Linked DNA regions of Rattus norvegicus: region 1 is linked to region 2. A link is a contact called in public Hi-C data. All regions are on one chromosome and are shown on one strand. Each heading gives the region's core, a stretch centred on a gene start, on an enhancer-like site or on the middle of the called end of the contact. The rest is flanking DNA. Distances are from core to core; before and after follow the strand shown. Region 1 overlaps Ino80 (INO80 complex ATPase subunit). Region 2 holds the start of Chac1 (ChaC glutathione-specific gamma-glutamylcyclotransferase 1).

Region 1 (2,700 bases), core at 160-2,659, 50 kb after region 2:
GAAGATGTGAGACCTATATGCAATAAACATTTGTAAACAGGACCCCCCCACACACACAGAAAAATTCACACATACCCTTAAGTAATATAAGTAAAATAAATTAACACAAAAACTTAGCAATACAAGTGTAGGATAAAATTTCCTTGACTATATCTTACTCTGGCGCCCAGACTGGTCTCAAGATTGCCTTGGGAGCCGCTGCTTCCAAATGCAAGAATTGTAAGCATCATGAACAGCTCGAGTGAAGATGCTTCTTTTGATATCAATTATGTACGGAAAATCTGGGTACAATTAATGTAATTTAACCACAGAAAATAAGGATTATACAAATCTTGAGTTGTAATCATCAAAGAAGTTAGTTTCACTCTAGACTATATTGTCTATTTACCTACAACCGTACTTGGACTTAATACAGTTAGAGATACAAGTCAATGTTTTAAAAGTTCTGATTAGACAAAACAAAATTCTAGAAGGCAACAGTGTAGTTTGAATGCCCTCTAGGGGCTGGAGAGAACTCACACTCCCTGTTTGCTGGCTGCTGGAGTGTCTATGGATCTATGAACCAACGTTGCAGGGACACGCCTTGGCCTCATTCTCACTCTCTTTAAATGTGCACTCATTCTAAGTCCCCTTTGCACCAAAATACTCAACCAGTGTGAGACATGAGTGGATGGGAGCAAAGACTTCTCCAATAAAGGAAAAGGCACAGTGTCAATATGTAGAAAACAAACAACACAAAACTCACCTACAATTACCCCCACCCCACCCCCACAGCCCCGTTAGGGCTACCCTAACAGCTCAGATAACTAGGGTAGAAGGAGATGAGTGGGGAGCCATCTGTTAAAGGTCAAGGGGCAGAAGGAAGGCAGGCATAGGGCAACTCATCATAGAGCAAAGACCTTGTGAATGGCTCCTAGGATAACATACTGGTCACATGTTCTGAGCACTGCCAGGACATCCTGGCCAAATAGTCTTTAGTCTCAGTGAGACTTTTTCCTGGAAGGATCCCTCATAAATAAGTCTTGTATGAAGGGAATGTAAATGGCTTTTTATAGGCACTCTTGTTTACTCTGGCTGACCTTTGAGCCACAGGGCTTTTGAGTTGAAACTACATTTTTTTCTTTTGATGTCTTTCACTAATAATAATGAAAATATTTGGTGAGGCATGCCTTTTGTTTTTTGTTGTTGTTTTTTTTTTTCCTTTTCTTCGGAGCTGGGGACCAAACCCAGGGCCTTGCGCTTGCTAGGTAAGCGCTCTACCACTGAGCTAAATCCCCAACCCCATGCCTTTTGTTTTGAAAACCACCTGTCTTTTTCTCTATTTTAAGATGTCATTCAGACTTACAGGTTGAGAACTATCTTATGTGATAGTTCCCTTTGAAGCCACAGGAGGGTACTGGAACCCCTGGAACTGGAGTTAAGGTCAGTTAAGGTCACATGTCAGTGCTGGAAACTGAACCCAGATCCTCTGTAAGAACAGTATGTGCTTTAACAGGCTTCAGCCCCAACAGGAATGTTTTCAAAACTACTGGCACTACTGGGCTTGCTCAATTAACTCTTCTAAGTTCATTAGGAGATTAGCTGAGAATGATGGTTCATGCCTGTAATTCCAATACTCGAGAGGCTGAGGCAGGACAATTACTGGACTTGAGCTGCATATCAAGATGCTGCTAACAACAACAACAACAACAACAACAACAACAACAACAACAACAACAAAAACTAACACTGAAAAAAAAATGGCTGAAGAGATGGCTGGGTAGCCTGAGGAGAAGGAAGTCCCTACCATCCACCTGAAGATCAGGGGACAGTGACACACCTCTGTAATCCCAGTATCCTTACACAGGTAGGTCCCAGGGCTTGCTGGCCAACTGAGTACCTAAGAGCAAACTCCTGGTTCCTGGGAAGACACCTAACATTGACCTGTGGCCTCCACACCTCTCTCTTCCTCCTTCCCAATCTCCCTATTCCCCCAACCAGGTCAGCTAGAAAGCTATAAACTCAGTCACCAGATTTCAAAATTTTAGAGATCTGGGGGTAATTTAGGATAGAGTGAGAGATCCTGCTTTAACAAGAGGATCTGCCACTCAAAGAGCCTGGGTTATATGAGAACTTGACTCAAGAAAGCAAACAAACAAGTAAAACAATAAATAAACAAAATAAAAGAAAGTAATAAATACAAATAGCTAGATATTTCATTCTCTTCTCAAGTATTAAAAAGATAAATACTAACCAGACATATAACTAAAGTCCAGAGTAGTTCTTTTTCACACTGTAAAATCAAGATTATTTCCCTTAAAATCTTTTCTCAATTTTTAAAAATGAGGCTAGCCTTAAAATGGGCATGGTGACACACATTTTTACTCCCAGCACTCAGGAGGCAGAGGCAGGTGGATCTCTATGAGTTCGAGGTCGGCCTAGTCTACAGAGTGAGTTCCAGGACAGCCAGGACTGTTATTTACAGAACAAAATGCAACAAAATGAATGTGGTTACCCTACATGTAAGTCTGTGTACCAGTGTATGCAGAATCCAGAAAAGGGTCTCAGATACCTTGGGACTGGATTTAGTGGGACAGGACTTAGAAGGCCACTGTCTGGGTGCCAAGAACCCAACCCAGGTCCTCTGGAAGAGCAGGAAGTGCTTAAATTCTGTGCTATGTCTCAAGCCTTTTATCGATTTTTTTTTCAATTCTCCAAATG
Region 2 (2,700 bases), core at 8-2,507:
CCAAGAGGGGCAGCCTCTTGCTGCTGCTTAGGGAGTCAAACTCTGCCTCCCCTCCAGCCTGCAGTTTGGGGTGGCACTGGCTCCACCAGGTGCAGAGAAGGTAAGCTGTTGGGGAGACAGCTCCTGAAACCTGCCAGTGGTGGCTCTTGCAGGGTTCGGGCCAGAGAGTAACTGCCAAGGAGACAGCTGGTGCCGGACTGCCCACGTCGGTGCCAGGACACATATCCACTGCCTGGCAAGAAGCTATGGGAAAGGGGTTGAGGATTTAGCTCAGTGGTAGAGCGCTTGCCTAGGAAGCGCAAGGCCCTGGGTTCGGTCCCCAGCTCCGGGGAAAAAAAAAAGAAAAAAAAGAAAAAAAAAGAAAGCTATGGGAAAAGGCTGTAGCTGCGCTGCCTTTAGCTCTCTACGCTCTCCTTAACCAACATTCTCCCAAACCTTGGTACCTACATAAATTGACCACTGATGCAAGATCTTAAGCTGGAGAGAACGAAACTCATAGCCTTGGAGTGAAAGTGGCACTCTTCTCTTTGTGGCCTTGCACCACCGGTGCTGGCAGCCATCCTCAACATGACTGCTCTACCCTAGGGCAGTTTTGGCTTTTCTTCTAACTCGCCTGAACTCTGGGGTCTCACATTTGGCCCAGGCGTAGCCCTCACGTGAGGCCTGCAGGCTTGTACCACCCAGCCTGACTCAGCTGCAGCCTTTGCAAAAAACCTTTACCACCCCGTGACTCAGTTTCTCCAACTGTTCACGTGGGCAAGAGCGTGAGGCACCACAGTGGAATGCGGAGGGTGCTCAAAACAGCTTCTCTGCAGTGCGTGCTTTTAGGCGGGGCACCAAAGGCAAGAATTCATGCCACCCAAAGCATTCTTTCTGGTCGTGCCCTGCACCGGCCACTGCTTTGGGCGCCAATGATTCTGCCAGGTGCACTGCCGGACCGCGGCGGAGACAACGGTCAGACCATTGACAGGGCCTTGCGGGGAGACGGCGGGTGCGCGCGCCAGTTCCAGGCCGGTTTCCAGTACCCGCAGCCTGACGCAATCTTACGCACCCTTGCTGCATGCCAGTTCTGGGGAAACCTTCTCCGCCGTTGCATCACTCCTGCTAGGTCTGCCATGGAGGAGGAGCCGAACCAATCAGCACGCGCGTTGGCCCAGGGGCGGGCTGCTCTGGTACCCACTCGGAGGGCGGCGCGGTTAACCGAGAAGCAACATCCAAAGGTGATTGGCCAGAAAGAGATTTGCCCCGCCCCAATCACCGGGACAGCTGGAGGCAGTCAGAGGGCCTTCCTGGCCGGAGGGTTTAAAGAGCGCCTCTGGAGGGACCACTCAGCTGGAACGACCGATCGGTGCCAGGCCAGGTGTACGCGTCCGTCGGTCCTTCCGTGCCCGTGCCGGAGACCAGCCCCGGAGGCCGCCCGGGCCCGTCCCTGCGCCCGGCACCATGAAGCAGGAGTCCGCAGCCCAGAGCACCCCGCCTCCTTCACTGTCCCCTGCACCATCCGCGCAGCCTTCCTGGGAGGATGGCGACCCCCAAGCCCTGTGGATTTTCGGGTACGGCTCCCTAGTGTGGAAGCCTGACTTTGCCTACAGCGACAGCCGTGTGGGCTTCGTACGTGGCTATAGCCGACGGTTCTGGCAGGGAGACACCTTCCACAGGGGCAGCGATAAGATGGTGAGCATCCTTCTGTACCCAGAGGACTGGGGTGGGGTTGGCAGGAGAGTGGGCACCCAAGTCCTGGAATGTCAGGGACCCTGGGTTAACTAAGGGAAATGTGTAAACCTGGTTTGTGGGGTTTTTTTTTTTTTTGTTTTGTTTTTGTTTTTGTTTTTTTCCTTTTTTTTTTTTTTTCCCCGGAGCTGGGGACCGAACCCAGGGCCTTGCGCTTCCTAGGTAAGCGCTCTACCACTGAGCTAAATCCCCAGCCCCCAGGTTTGTGGTTTAAATGTGTGTACCCAGGAATCAGGTTGGTGAGTGCACCTGTGGATTCTTGAGCTGGGCCACCCACTGTTTGTCTCTTCCATATCTGTCCATCACTCCACGTCACTAGATGAAAGGCCTTCCCCAAGGCTTGGGACATGGGCTGGCGCTCTTGGCTGTTGACAGAGACAATTACTCTTCCTCCTCTTCTTCCTCTCCCTCTTTCTCTTCTTCCTCTCCCTCTTCCTCTTCTCTTCCTCCTCTTCTTCCTCTCCCTCTTCCTCTCTTCCTTCTCCTTTTCCCCCTCCTCCTCGATCTTACCTACTTCTTGCTATGTGGCCTCAAACTTATGACAAACCTCCTCCCTCTCAGTCTCTGGAGTGCTGGGACCACAGGCTCAAGTCACAACAGCATTAAAGCTCAGTCCTCCCCCCCCCCCCCCCCCGCTCTCTCTGTGTCTGTCTCTCTGTCTCTCTGTCTCTGTGGTGTGTGTGTGTGTGTGTGTGTGTGTGTGTGTGTTTGTTGCTGGAGATTGAACCTAAAAACTTGATAGGCAAGTGTCCCTGCCACTAAGGTACATTCACAGTCCTTTTGGAAGTGCTAATATCTAATTTGTCTTTTTCAAAATCTTGCTTTCCTGTCTAGCCTGGCCGAGTGGTGACCCTCCTTGAAGATCATGAGGTAAGTGTTCAGTCAAGAGGGGAATCCTGGGATCCAATATATCAGGGTGCAGAGGGTCAGAGCTCTTGTGTGGGATGAGTGAAAGTACAGCCTAGCTCA

The links. A called contact is a pair of places that touch in the nucleus more often than the background predicts.
Region 1: a Hi-C map of psoas muscle shows a contact between it and region 2, with 2.6 times the contacts expected there. The contact joins the enhancer-like site here to the promoter of Chac1 in region 2. A contact is called at or near these places in 4 of 12 Hi-C or Micro-C datasets (Schwann cells, kidney, liver and 1 more).

What each region holds. Positions count from the first base shown.
Region 1 is chr3:126,844,567-126,847,266 of GRCr8, forward strand. The region is part of intron 28 of Ino80 (INO80 complex ATPase subunit); the gene reads right to left. Among named protein-coding and RNA genes, the nearest start is that of Chac1, 50 kb to the left of the region's middle. Within about 2 kb of position 1,410, at least 6 of the 93 cell types and tissues checked have an H3K27ac peak or open chromatin away from gene starts, as enhancers often do.
Region 2 is chr3:126,794,874-126,797,573 of GRCr8, forward strand. It overlaps Chac1 (ChaC glutathione-specific gamma-glutamylcyclotransferase 1), which reads left to right and starts at 1,258. Exons shown (of 3, transcript NM_001173437.1): 1 at 1,258-1,674; 2 at 2,566-2,601. The coding sequence starts at 1,444.